5 separate regions of the Mus musculus genome follow, and regions 1, 2, 3 and 5 are each linked to region 4. Evidence: chromatin contacts called from public promoter capture Hi-C data. All regions are on one chromosome and are shown on one strand. The core of a region is the stretch at or near the end of the contact, and the rest is flanking DNA. Distances in the headings are between cores, read along the strand shown.

Region 1 (2,700 bases), core at 190-2,689, 2.0 Mb after region 4:
AACAATATAGATTTACTAGATTCTGAACAAATACTTCCATCTTCCAATTCCATGTGCTCTGACAACTTGAAAGTATGAAATAATACTTTTGCAAACTTAAGCCCTCTCACTTTGGCCCCTTCCCAAGCAGCAAATACAAGTTATGGGCCACATTATTAGTGCACTCTTTGTTGTTAAGAGCCGCCCTCCACTCCCATCTGCCCTCCACTCCCATCTGCCCCCATTGTAGAAGAAACAAGTATGAACGTGAAAGCATCTCTTAACTGAGAGTGTTAACTCTCAGCTAACTGTAACCCTCTTGCTGAGAACGGGAGAGATCAAATCTTGGGGTCGGCCTCAACAGAACAATGGTTTTCAGCACACTGGTCAGGGTGCAGTCTAATTCAGAAGAGTCCTTCAGAGTCACATCTGTCCATTTCGCTTTCTTGCGTATATCCCCAAGCAAGCACAGATGCCGGTAATGCTGAGAACCACACCTAATAAGAGTGCAATCGCGTCTCCAGCTTCCACTGCTTCAACAACAGGCAGGATCAAAAGCAGCGAAGCGAGGACTAAGATCAATTGCGTTGAAACTGAATTCATGATGCTAGGATCTGGAGGGCTGAACTTGCCTAGAAGTTAAACACCGAACAAAAGAAACTGTTAAAAAAAAAAGCCTTATTTTTTTTTTTTTGAATGACAATATTAATATAAAACAATCTTTTAGACTGGAATTTGTGAATCATTTCAGATGTCAGTTTAAGATGACAAAACTAAAGACAGTCATTTTAGGTTATCATTAGAAAAGAGAGGGAAAAATGCATAAGATACTTGCCAAATAAAATACCCTAACAGGTAAAAGTCACATTTTATTAGCATGTCTCTTATCTAGAAAATTCAACACAACACGTGACTCTGTGAAGTTGTAAGGAATTAATAAGACTTACCGAAACAAGGGTATAAGTAATTCTACCCAACGTGAAATATTCTCTTTGGAACTTCCGGATGCTGAGGCTAAGAGGTTACTCGTGACACAGCCTATTTTAAAGAGGAAGCTAGAGTCAGTGAGAAACGAACAGCAAGGACAGAAATTGGTAACGAGTACAGAAAACACTCCCTAACAGTTCCTTCAAAAAGAGACTACTAGATTTAAAGTTAGTTCTCACACACAGATTGCTAAATGAAACCAAGCCGAGAAGCAAATTCATCCCAAGATCTAACATAAAGATCTGGAATTCCTTCGCCCTGGGAGGGTGCAAATTTGTTGGGTTGTGCAAGTACACTAGGAGAATCAATCCTGGAATCCCCGGGAGCGGAGTTTGTACCTTACCGGACCGAAAGCAGCCATTACAGGAATGGAGAGCAGGGCGGTGTCGCCAGACTACATTTCCCACAAGCCCTGCTGCCTACTCCCGTCATGCACAGCGCGCTCTGGGATCCCTGACTGAGGGATAGACCACAGGCTGCTTGTTGTTCGGGTTTCACAAGTTTGCCCTCTGGTTTTACTGTTAAAGAGAGGGTGAGTGTTCAAGAAAAGGTTTAGTGAATTCGTAGGACTAACGAAACAACAATACGTGTTTTCTGCCCTGTAAAGGAATTCTAGCCGCATGAATATGTCTTGTTAGTACTCTGAAATAAGGAAGTAACCGTGGGAGAGGGTAGCTGAGGGAAGCCATCTGTTTGGGAATGTTTCAAACCTGGGGCCTTCCAACATTTCTGCAGCAGAAAATCCCCGTTATCATTTTCCAAATGTGCCTAATGACATTTGCTAATTTTTTAAAACTAACGGGGAAAATAAGCACATTTAATCAGAAAGTTTGGAAAATATTGAATCATTTGTGGTGCAAATCAGGTTTAGAAAATATGGTTTCAGCCCTATACACAGATCTTTTCCGATTCGAATTCTTGTCTTTTTCAGAATGTTCACTCTCCACAGCCTCCCAATATTTTAAGATGCCAAGTTTAGTACTCAAAACCATTATAAGTATTATTCACATGCATCTGTAAGCATTAACTTTGAAAAGTTCTTGAAGTCTTGTTACCTGGGATATCCATACTAAATGTTCCTTCTGGCCCGAGCACTTTCATACTTACTGACAATTTGTCATCTTCTCATTGTAAGTTACTCACGGTGCTGAGTTAGAGGTGCCCGGACTTGTCCTGATAAAAATCATGCGAATACTGTGGGCACACTCAGTTGAGTGTCTATAATCAGCTTGTATTCTTGTGTTGTTGGTTCTCCTTTTAAACACAGTTGTATCTCTCTGACGGTAATGATTTATACTTCTGCTTCCCAAAAGACGTTTGGCAGGAACTTCAGCGACATTAGCTAGGAACAATAATTTGATGAAATAAATGTGCCAAGATTTTACAGGAGCTTCACAGAGGTGGTGAACACATTAAAGCAAGTTGTGTCTGATAGATTGACAGTGTTGTTTTTCTAAAGTTAATTATTTTAACAAATTCACTCTAATTGCACTTGTCTTATGTTGCTTTTGGCTTTGTATCTTTCCTATCAATTAGTTTTGGAATAGGACCTCTTGCTTTTATGACTTCCAAAATATCCTCCTACATTCCAGTGTTTTCATTTGGGAGGTTTTATTTTTCCTTATGTATTTGTTTCAGCTAGTGGAAGTCTGCAGACTAAAGTTAGTGCTTGTACACTTTTCTGTTCCTGAGTCTGTAAAGTGTCTTGCTTAAGCTTTAAGTTTGCAGAGTCTA
Region 2 (2,700 bases), core at 31-2,530, 1.2 Mb after region 4:
CGAAGCTATTGTTAACTCTATTGAAATCCTAAGAAACTGGTTACACACTGCACACAACTTTACTTTAGAATTCTCATTATAATTTAGGATGAATCTCACAGAGTGAAATTGCCGGACCTAAGGAGGTGAATGTTTTAAATAGTCTTAAAACATCCTGCTTATGTAGATGGAAAATACACAGCTCTCACCTCAAAAGGACAAAGAGTTTATTCTAAAGCCAATATGAGGAACCATGACCTGAAAACAAAGACTTGGGCTATTCCAAATACCAATGTCCCAATGTGATAACAATTTCATGAAACTTTTATATACATAGAAGATGGTCATAAATCAAAATACTTTCCAAATACATACAAGGCAGTTTAGAAGAGCGGGACAAAATTGGGAGCTCCTCGCCCAGTGCAGTTGCTTTTTTCCAGTAGAGAAGGAAAAAAAAAAAAAAAAAAAAGAAAAAGAAAAAAAAAAAAAAACACAATTAAGAGATGCTTACTTCCCAGTTATAACTCTGTTAATTTTCTAGGAATTTCACCAGAAACCCCATTTATAGGGAAGCTATTAAACTCCTTTAGCAACCGCATCTGTTCTTGCTTTCAATTTTATCTTATTATAATCCCATCCAGGAATCTTATGAGCCACTTAATACATCTTGATTATCAGGAAGACAGAAAAGAGGTCATAACAACCTTTGACTATAACACTGGCGAGCCACTAAAATGAGCCACTGTAGCCTCAACTCACTGTAAATTATGACTGGACAATGAGGTGCATGGATTGGGACACTCCTTTAACAACTCACTTGGTCATGAGCTTTGGGGTACAACTCTTATTGCATGCACTGAATAATGTGAATTTAAGTACAAAATCAAAACAAGATTAAACCAAGGCGGGGGCGGGGGTGCGTCTTCCCGGTGACATTAATTTCTAAATGAAAACTCAATAACAAAATTCTGGCCTGCAACTCTGCCAGAAATGTGCACCAACCGGCTCATTCTAACCCCAGGAAGGAAGTTTTGTGTCTGCAAATCTAGACTTGAGAACACGATCGCTCAAAATTGCGACGGTGCACATTCCTCCCCTTTACAAAAGGAATCAGCCTGGTGGAGGGGAAAAGGGAAAACCGATTATTCGTAAGCCAGGCGCAATTAGTACTATTTTGAAACTTTCCAGTCTAGAGAAGAGACAGGTGACAAAACCAGAAGCTTTCACCCTGGCAACTTCCCTTCAAACCGGTGACAGTGCGCATGCGTAGTGTCCATTCCAGGGCCTAGCCCCTCCTTCCTGGGGCGAACTGCGCAAGCGCACGCGCAGGCTCTCCCGGTACGGAGCTCAGCTGATGCAGTTGTTGTGCTACCCCTCCCCCGCAGCTCTCCCGGCTGCACTCTACCGGCGCTCGGCCCGGCCCCGGGACCGGGACGCTGTGACCCTGTCCTGCGGCCCGCACGCACCGGAGCATCCCGGGACCGCGCAGCACTCCGCGTGCGGGTGAGCGACCCGGGCCGTGGGGCCCACGTCCCCTGCCCGAGCGGTGAGGGAGGCCGCGGCGAGCCGGGTGCGGGGTTGTCACCGCGGGGGCCTTGGCTTCGCTCCCGGGGTGGCTCGGGCGGCGCCAGGGCCCTTGATCTGAGCGGCCGAGTAGCTCTGGGGCTTGACAGTTGTAGTTGCAAGGTGACTCGGATGTTGATTTCTTCCGGGGGTTTGTTTGCCTGTGATGCCCTTTGAAAAGCGCTCGTTTCCGTCTCCCTTGAGCCCCTCAGAACTAACCCCAGGTCTGCACACAAACAGGTGACACATCTCAGTTGCATGCGCTGCTGAATTTATCTTTTTCCCAGTTTCTAGAGCATCTGAGAACCGTGTTGAGTTCACAAGACCGCGGTATAAACATTGAGAGCCCGGGGAGGAGACGAAGGGGATCTACCACTCCCTTTAAAAACCTCAAGTAAGTTTCCAAAATGACAGGGGTTACACTTGTCAATAGCCTCAAGAAAAGCTAAGCAAGAAGGCTAGGATTCAAGTGACTGCTTAATCTGGTGTGTACCCAAACCCACCTTCAGCAGAATATGTCAAGGTTACTGTGGGTCTGAGTAAGGCAGCCAGCGGAGACCAGAACCACTTAGCTGTCCCTAGCCTTTTGCCATAAAGGCTCCCATTTGTGGGACACAGTTTTCACCCCTGTGATGACACCACGTGTTGTCTAGTGTCAGCTGATTCTAAACCACCCTGTGTACTCCAAAGCTTCCAAGGTCACAGTGTAAGGAGCCGGTACTGATTACAATTCACCCCTGTGCACCTGTGGCTGCCAAGTGTTGGCTTGGCTCTGACTCGCTGTCATTGAGCCACAGTAAGATACTGTGTGTGTGTAAGTCACAATCACTGATATTTCTGAGCTATGGTACACAGTGTGTACACAGAACTTCTGAAAGTATATTTATTCATTTTTTTTTACTCCTTTTCTATATGACTCAAGTTTTTAAATTTAATATTGCTGTCTACACAGTGAGTGAATTCAACAAGTAGCATTCAGATTTTGAAAAGCAGATATGAATTTCCTTCATCTGGGGTGACCTGAATCACTTAGTATCATTTTATTTTTTAATGAAAAATATTAAATTAAAAGTAGTATCTGTGATTGTGTAGTTCGTATTTTGAATCTGATAAGTGATGGATAACCGCAGGGAGAATGGAATTGTACCATTTAAAATT
Region 3 (2,700 bases), core at 48-2,547, 1.8 Mb after region 4:
ATAACTGAAAAGTGACATGATCTCACAAGTCTTTGTTCCTTCACTGTCATAATTTCTCTTTTAACCTAAATTATTAACTAGTTAAAAGACTGACATTAGAACGCTGCTGAGTTTTCATTTTGCAATTAAGCTAAAGAAAAATCTGCTGAAAGTAGCCCATTTTAACACTTTATGAGAATTTTTTTCCTGAACACATGAAGAATAATGCAAAGTGTCACCTTCCGAATCTTATAAAGTTGCTTTGTTTGAGAGCCCCCATTTACAAAATGCCAGGATAATTCATAAAATTCAACTATAGACACTGTTCCGGCATATGCGCCAGACGAAAAGCTGCCCCCATGGAAGAGCGGGGTCTGCACCTCTGGCCAGCTTCGAAGGCACCGGCATCTTTCAGAGTCTCTGTGCTTAGAGACTCTTCAAACCTGCACAGTCTCTTAAGAACCTGCCCCAGATCTCTTCCTGGACTGTCTCCACAAACTTGAAGATGGAGCTGCGGTGGAGGGGAGCTACCTGCCACCCTCTCCCCAGTGAAACACGGCAGGCGAAGCACCTTGAGATCCTCCGCTGGGCCTGCTGACTTCGCAGCCCTGGATGCCCAGGCAGGGGAGGCCTCGGCACGGCCTTGCCAAGGAGCGAAGAGGAAGAGGGGCTGTTGCCAAGCGGGCTGAACAACAGGCTGGTCCAGCGCAGAAGAGCGAGGGGCAGCTTCGCTCCTGCCAGTCTCTCGGTGGAGTCACCCCCACCCCCACCCCTCTTCGGGTCTTACCTGAAAGCCCCTCCCTCCCTCTGAGCGGCGGCTCGGTGACAGTGGTCTCAGCCCACCGCTGGGGACAGGGCCTAGGCGGGTGGCGACTGCCCATTAGGGCTCCGGGAGCCGACCGCAGGAGGCCGGCCGGCCGATCGCGGCCTGGGCAGACGTGCCGCCCCCGTGTGTGTCAATGGTGGCCTGTGGGGCTGAAAAGAGCTGACCCAGCCGGGGGACGCGCCTCCCCTCCCCCGATGCCTGTTTACCTTCGCGGTACTTCTTGCGGAGCCGCCGATGAACGCTCTTCACCACCCCGGACAGCTTCTCCTGCTCCAGCTTCCGCTCCTGCTCCCGGGGCTGCGCGGCGTTCGGGGGCCGCTGTCCGCGCGCTGCGCCTCGGCCACCCGGCCCCGGCTCCATAGCGCTGCCGCCGCCGCCGCTGCCGCTGCCGCCGCCGCCCCTCGGGCCCCGCGGTCTCTCCCCGGACGGAGGAGGTGGGGAAGAGGAGGCAGCAGCAGAGGCAGCAACCGGAGGAGGCCGAGGAGCCACAGCTAAGGCCTCGGGGGCGGTGTCTTCCCAATAGCGCAAGGTGATTGGTGAACTGCGGAGGGCTGGGTGGAAATGGAAAGGGCCGCGGACCAATGGGCAAAGGGCAGCGGCGGCGCACCGGGTTGTTTGGGAAGGAGCAGCTGAAGGAGGCGGAGAAAGCACTGGGCTCCTCGCCAGGCCACGCCCCGGATGCTGTGCGGAGGAGCCGGGGCTGCCTAGGGGAGGAGGCCTGTGGTATGGGGTGCGCTTGCGCCCCAGAGTTATTTGCCTAGTTTGAGCTTCATTGTATGGTCCAGCTTTGGCACGTCTCCCAACTTCCTAGGCCGCTGGGAGTTTGGGTGATGCTGCCACAGGACGCGGTCGTCCACCTGAGTTCCCTCTGCACCCTGTTGCACCTCTACAATTCCCTTCAGCTAAATACCCTTTGAAGACTTGGCTGCTACGCAGGGTTTTACATTTCAAGGAGTCCAAACTTGAAAGCCTTCATCGGGGTCAAGGAGAGGTCAAACTACCAAATCCCGATGTAATTCTCTTAGCTAACCCAGGTTAATGCTTGGCATACTGCTGCTACACGAAAGACAATGAATTGCGGGAAAGAAAGATAAAAAAAAAAAAAAATAGTAGGAGGTGTGGGACAAGTTAAAACACCAAAAGGCCATATTGTCTCCCTGTAGAACTTCTGTAATGACCATAAGAATGGGTTACTGGAAAACTTGCATTGATTGTAGGTCATCTCAGAACCCACAGAAAAGTCTGCTCAGGTGGTCTCTCATATTTTGGACAGTTAGTCCACTAGTCCATGCAAAATTCAGTAAATGGCTCCCCCTTTCCAACTTCTTTCATTTGTGTGTAACACTATTAAGGGTATGTGATTGCCGACTTGTTTAAGAAAGATGGAAGCCCAATCTCCAAAAAGAGACTGCATTCGCTCTGTACTAGTACTTACCTAGGCTGCTGGTAGTGCATCAGGCAGACCTGGGAATGACTTGTATCTGATTGTGCACTTTACAGCTATTGGTTACATCACATTGTATAGACATTGTATAGACATTGTTGCATTGAAACTTTCAGATCAATGTCTTGGTAATATTAGTAACATTCTCTTTATGTCACTGTTGGGTCCAAAGGAAACGCTGTTTCCACAAATTCTGGGGGTTAGACAAAAAGCCACATTCCTCAGGAATTGTTGAAGCTGATTCCTTTCTGCTAAAGGGAGCCATTTCTTTTACCATTCTCAGAAGGGATAATTTGTTATCTGTGGAACCTAACAGCATAGCGAAGTGCATGCTGGCCTCCAGGCTCTCTCACATCACAAATGCCTGTTACACAGTTAATGTCCATAGCTTCCTTTCTTCTAACATCTCATTCTCCTTATAACCCTTACTATTTCAGCTATGTGTGTTCTT
Region 4 (2,700 bases), core at 6-2,505:
AGCCAACCTCTAAATCTGCTATTTGGCTAATTTGTCCTACAATGGGAATAACGGTTGAACTTGGATTGAAGCAGTGTTTCTTTCAATTGTATTCTAAAGGCATGATCTCTGTAAAAAGACATCAGGATGGTGTTGGCTTAAGAGTCCAACTTCCTTACATGGATTAAATTATATGAACAAATAATCCTATCAAGTACATTCACCTCTGTAAGTCTTGAACAGCATTCCCATTAAATTTCATTGCTTCCCTGGAAGTAACGAGATATACTTCCCTGGTAGGCTGGGAGCGGAATCTCTTCGGGAACTACTGAAAAGTGGCCCTTAAAAGTTCTGTGAGCCAGGCAATGTGGCGTACACCTTTGATCCAGCAACTGGGAAGCAGAGGCAGGCAGATTTCTGAGTTTGAGGCCAGCCTGGTCCACAGAATGAGTTCCAGGACAGCCAGGGCTATACAGAGAAACCCTGTCTCGAAAAACCAAAAGTTCTGTGAACATAATCTCTGTGAAATAAAGAGCATAACTAGCGGACAGAAATGCCTATTAAAAGCACTAGTTTTAGGAATGAACTCTGAAAACAGACTGCAGTTAATTTTGCTGAGTATTTAGAAAACCAGGCTTAAGGCAAAGATGAAGGCCCATCAGTGGGAGTTTTAGGTACACAGCATCCTCTATCGAGCTATACTGGACGAAAGTGACAGGTCAAGAAAACTTAAATCAATTTTGCCAGTGTCAAGTTTTCCAAGCAAAGTGGGGATTACACGATGACGATCCCTTGCACTTCTGAAGGTTTGGTGGTGCAATGCAGTGACTCTAAAAGCCGCAAAGAGCAGCATAACAAACTTGGCCTCTCTTGGATTCTAATCACTCAACGTACCACTCACCCCTCTTGGGACCAAGTAATCTGAGAGCCACAGTGTTCCAACACTCAGAATGTTTACCTTTCTCCCTGATCTCTGCCACCTTCTGCTTCAGGCAACCTCACCTCCACCCCAGGTAGAGGCTTCAAGCAATCAGGTCATCCCAACAACAGAATGTAACCCCAAGGAACAGAGAAAAGAGAACGTCCCCAGGGGACACGGGCAGGAGCAACCACAGCTAAGAGGCCACCCTGGCAAAGACCGTGAACTTACGCTGGGATGCTTCTTGGCTTGCCCGAGGATCTGGCGGAGCATGTTTGCGGCACAGGCCTACCTACACGCAGAGAGAAGATTAGGACACACGCTAAGCCGCTTCTGCAACCTGGCTGAGCGGACGTCCAAAGTCACCCAGGACCTCCTACCTGAAGGACCCCTGGCGCTGAGGGCAGCCTGCAGCAGGAAAGCCCGGATGCGGCTGTCCTCTAAGGTGCCTGAATAGGTAGTCAGCCCTCGCGCGATTGCCCTAAATGTCCCGACCACTTCTTCGCATTTTTGAGTTCATGATCCATCAGTTCTCCACCATGCATCTTTTTGATAGGTTTATTTTTTTATTTTTTGCATAGCAGGCAGAGCGTCTCGACTGGTGAGACAGGCACTTTTCAGGACGGCATGCGTATAGACCAGGGTCATCCGGCGGTCCGCTGGCAGTGCGCTCGGCGGGCGCGGCTTCCTTAGCGGCGCCTCCCGGCCAGGGCCGCGCGTGGACGCGCTTGGGGGCGCGCGTGTGGGGCGCGCGCCGCGCCGCCCGGAGGGCCCCGGAGGGAGCTGCCAGGCGCCTCTGCAGGCTCAGCGCCCAGATCCCGCAGGACAGGTCGAGTCTCCAGCCGCCGGGGTCAACGGCTGCGGTTTAAGACTGCAGCTGCTTCCTGACTTTCACTGGCGCTTAGGGACAGAAGTTGAAACACTAGTAAGTGACTTAAAGCTGGCCATAGTTTCTACAATGTGATTTCTAGATTCTTAGGTCGTGGCACTATTGAAGAGTTGTCGCCCCCCAAAGAAGTTTTGCAACATGCCACCATCTCTTTTTGGTCCAGATATTGAATCCTTAAAAGTATCTTCATTGGCCGTGTTGCTGAACTTAACCTTTTCTACCATCCTAAGTCAATGTTCATTTATCTCTTTGCAAATTTACTTTTACCCAAAAGTTCTTCCTTGGGGCAGGTTTAATGGGCACTTTCGAATCACAGCCAACAATTTGGACTCCCTACACATGTTAAAACGTTTCAAATAATAAGGAGAGGGTTTCGCCGAAACTGCTAAACTGAACAGGTAGCATTAGCCCAGTACAGGCTTCAGGTGGCGGTGTATAAGGAAGACAATTCACATGAAGGCATGAAGCACACAGTCTACCATTTAAAAGGGAAGGCAAAGTAGGAGCCACATCCGAGGCAGGGACCACTTATGCAAGGACTTTATGTTCAGGACTTTCAGAAGTTCACCAATAAGATTATATGGTTGAAAAGAATTCCTTTGGCTATGAAGAATGGAGTAGATAAAAGGGCTATTGTAGTTGTCCATGTGAGAGAATTTTTAGTTGTCCTGGGGGTGGGGAGGAATGTACTGATTGGGGAAAAAAAATCACCAAAAATATCAGAGAAAATTTTGTGGTATCAACAGAACTTGATAGTTGGATGGTTATGGGTGAATGAGTGAAAAAGAATAAAAAAAAAAGAGTAAATCAGAACTTTAGTGGTGAGCAGCTGTGAACATATCCATGCCAATTACTGAAATAATGGATGAGTGTGTATGCAAAACCCACGGTATTTCTCGAGAGCAGAATACTC
Region 5 (2,700 bases), core at 81-2,580, 1.7 Mb after region 4:
CCCCATCTGTTACTGCTCTTCCTCTCACTTTTATTCCAACTACACTTCAATTATGAACTACAGAAATGGCGTGCCCTCTCTGGACATATTCCTTTTCCTCCTCCTAGCCCTATCTGCCCTTTATCTGTCAAACCCTTCATTCAGGTGTGGGCTTACAATTCTTTTCGTAGGAGAATCGCCTCTCGGATCACTCTCTCTGAAATGGAAAAGTAAAACTACTCTTTTCTTCACCATTTGTTTAATGTCTGCATTCTTCACAGGTCACAAAGTCTCTGGGGAGATCTGTCTTCCACAATGCACGCTCAGTATCCAGCAGTCTGTAATCAAGTTAACATTCAATTCCGAAGGGGGGGGGGCGGGGAGAGGAGACTGACTAATAATAGAAAAAACTACTTAAGAAATGCAGATAAAATAAACCACTTTCTAATAAGCCACAGCTAGCACTAGTACTTAAGTGAGAGTCCAGGAATCATTGGCTTGTCTGCTCTTGGCTTTACTCCAACCTTCACTTAATTCACCAAATTTCTTCCAAAACAGAAAAGTGCCCTCATGGTGTCCTAAGACAATGGACTTCAAGACACAATGTATCGCTTTCATAATCCTTCAGTGGAAATCTATGTCTGTTCCTCGTAGGGGAAATGTCCAAACCTGAAAGAACAACACTGAGCCGTCAGGAGTTGGAGACCTGCAGCCTAGTTTCTCTGAGTTCCTGCTAATAACTCTTTCGGCCCACCTCTTAACTAGAAGAATGGCAACTCGGACTCTCCTTTTTGAGCAGCTATGGTAACTTCTCTCCCGTTAGGGCTCGATCTAGCGAGAGATGGAGAAGTGGGCTCGGGACCCTGGCTGTTCCGCTACCCCTTAGCTCTGGGACGAGGCGACACCACGCGACTCCCGGGTCAGGGTGAGGCGGGACACCGAGGCACGCCCTCCCTTGGCGGTCGCCAGCCCCCGAGCATCGATCCCACCAGGAGGCCGACGGGGCGGGGCCTGGCCGGCTCAGCCGGACCCTGGGCGGCGCCCCAGCCCTCCGCCGCCCCTCGGCTCCCGGATGCCCCTTACCCGAGTCAGCGGTCGCCAGCGAGCCTCGCTCTTTCCGCTGCGAAGCTCGCAGAGCCAAAGGGCGCGGAGCCTCCGAGCCAGAACGCGGAGGTGATGTGGGGACGTGAGCCCGAGGCCTCCCGCACTAGCACCGCAAGGCCTCGGTAGAAACTTTCGCTAGGACCGACACGGCCGCCATGTTTCCGCCGCTGACTCCCAGCGCTACGGATCGCCGTCAGGGACAAGGCGCGCCGCGCGCTTCCTTCCCTGGCCCGGCCTCCTAGCCGCTCTCCACGCCCAGCGGCGAGCCTGGGGAGGCAGGTGCTCGCTGCGCTGCCCCACCCTGGGCCTGTTTAACTCCCACCCGGGATTAGCAGCAAAAGCAGGGAAGACCACGGATGATCAGGCCCCAAAGCAGCGAGGTCACCGCTTAGAGTTGGACCGAAACTGAGCCAGCTAGAGTGGGATAATTGCAAGTGGACTATAAATCTATGTAGAAGGCGTTGCTGCTCTTTCATATAGGTGGTATAATATATGGCTTTGCATATGCTGACCAAACCTTCAAAACCTGTCTCTCCTTGCCCCAGCCTGCTTTTCTAATTAAGTCCGCCATTAATCCCCAATCCTGAACATCTTTATTCTACAGCCCTAGCTAGCTTTCCTTGGCCCTAAGCGCACCTTCAAACACCACAGATGATTTTAATCTGCATTCTGATGGCACTTAAATTAACATAGTTGTACACACGTGAGCGCCGCATTTCACAGGTGCTGCGGAGCAGCAGTCTCAGGGGTTGAAATTGGTTTCTCCATCTGTGAAATGGTAACAAAACCTTTCTCACAGGACTGTGAATATACAGGGAAACAGTGTGTCCCTCCATGTACAAAATGAATTTAAAAGATATTCAATACCTGTAAGAACACGTTGTTAAGGAGGGCTTTAAGACAGTCTCGTTCGCGTACGGACCGCTATAAATCCATCTTGCAATGGAGAGGAGATAATGGTTCCAGTTCAATAGAGAGCTTGTAAAAGTGGGACTTTAACGATTAGGATGCGGTAGGGATGCTTGAGCAAATGGGGAATCACATTAGCTTTAAGGGGGACAATGACTTGGAAGCATAACAACATTGTTGCTAACACAACAAAGGTACTTGTTACCTTGAAAACAGGAAGATAAGAAAGATAGAAAGCTAAACTGACTTCATGGCGTTCTTAGTTAAAAACTAGATTTTACTAGGGAATGCACAGTTGGGCCTGAAAAACAAGTTCTGAACGAAGCCTGAATAGAATACGGCCAGGCAAAAAGCAAGAAAACCCCTTTCCTTTCCCAAAAAAAAACATTTCCACCAAAAAGTCCCTGCCTGCCTTCTGATTCCATTTCCTGCTGCTTGCAGCCCCTCATATAGGTCAAACCATTTCAAACCCCTAGCCCGCTCATGTGTAAACAAACACTGATAACATCTATCCGACAAAGTTTCTTCTGTGGATTGAGGGAGAATGTGTGTTTTAAAAATGCCTTACAACCTTTAAATGGCTTATCCTTTCAGATAAACCTCCAAATCCTTAAATAGGGCATGTGGGTGTTATCTCAGTGGTAGCATGCTTACCTAGCTTGCATGATGGAGCAAGGGGGGGGGGGGGGGCGGACAGAGGAACATCCT

What was found. Promoter capture Hi-C pulls out the DNA fragments that hold promoters and counts their contacts. Capture Hi-C pulls out chosen DNA fragments and counts their contacts.
Region 1: a promoter capture Hi-C map of liver shows a contact between it and region 4, with 2.3 times the contacts expected there. The contact joins the promoter of 1110019D14Rik here to the promoter of Ndufa4 in region 4. A contact is called at or near these places in 4 of 39 promoter capture datasets (embryonic stem cells, liver and pre-B cells) and 2 of 9 other capture datasets (adipose tissue and liver).
Region 2: a promoter capture Hi-C map of pre-B cells shows a contact between it and region 4. The contact joins the promoter of Tmem106b here to the promoter of Ndufa4 in region 4. A contact is called at or near these places in 8 of 39 promoter capture datasets (the 3T3-L1 cell line, the C10 cell line, cranial neural crest and 4 more), 2 of 484 Hi-C or Micro-C datasets (B cells and embryonic stem cells), 3 of 115 datasets of contacts at active chromatin or transcription factors (astrocytes, embryonic stem cells and thymic regulatory T cells) and 4 of 9 other capture datasets (embryonic stem cells, liver, macrophages and 1 more).
Region 3: a promoter capture Hi-C map of adipose tissue shows a contact between it and region 4, with 4 times the contacts expected there. The contact joins the promoter of Bmt2 here to the promoter of Ndufa4 in region 4. A contact is called at or near these places in 1 of 115 datasets of contacts at active chromatin or transcription factors (pro-B cells) and 2 of 9 other capture datasets (adipose tissue and liver).
Region 5: a promoter capture Hi-C map of liver shows a contact between it and region 4, with 6 times the contacts expected there. The contact joins the promoter of Tmem168 here to the promoter of Ndufa4 in region 4. A contact is called at or near these places in 2 of 39 promoter capture datasets (liver and pre-B cells), 2 of 115 datasets of contacts at active chromatin or transcription factors (astrocytes and stem cell-derived neural progenitor cells) and 2 of 9 other capture datasets (adipose tissue and liver).

What each region holds. Positions count from the first base shown.
Region 1 is chr6:13,870,130-13,872,829 of GRCm38.p6, forward strand. It overlaps 1110019D14Rik (RIKEN cDNA 1110019D14 gene), which reads left to right and starts at 1,440. Exons shown (of 3, transcript NR_045995.1): 1 at 1,440-1,498. 2610001J05Rik (RIKEN cDNA 2610001J05 gene) reads right to left here and starts at 1,389. Exons shown (of 3, transcript NM_001352887.1): 1 at 1,310-1,389; 2 at 927-1,017; 3 at 1-611. The coding sequence starts at 582. The coding sequence ends at 403.
Region 2 is chr6:13,068,479-13,071,178 of GRCm38.p6, forward strand. Tmem106b (transmembrane protein 106B) reads left to right here and starts at 1,281. Exons shown (of 9, transcript NM_027992.3): 1 at 1,281-1,482; 2 at 1,830-1,936.
Region 3 is chr6:13,676,669-13,679,368 of GRCm38.p6, forward strand. Bmt2 (base methyltransferase of 25S rRNA 2) reads right to left here and starts at 1,298. Exons shown (of 5, transcript NM_175312.4): 1 at 1,012-1,298. The coding sequence starts at 1,165.
Region 4 is chr6:11,906,195-11,908,894 of GRCm38.p6, forward strand. It overlaps Ndufa4 (Ndufa4, mitochondrial complex associated), which reads right to left and starts at 1,256. Exons shown (of 4, transcript NM_010886.3): 1 at 1,130-1,256. The coding sequence starts at 1,171. It also overlaps a transcript of Phf14 not described here.
Region 5 is chr6:13,606,768-13,609,467 of GRCm38.p6, forward strand. Tmem168 (transmembrane protein 168) reads right to left here and starts at 1,331. Exons shown (of 5, transcript NM_028990.5): 1 at 1,063-1,331.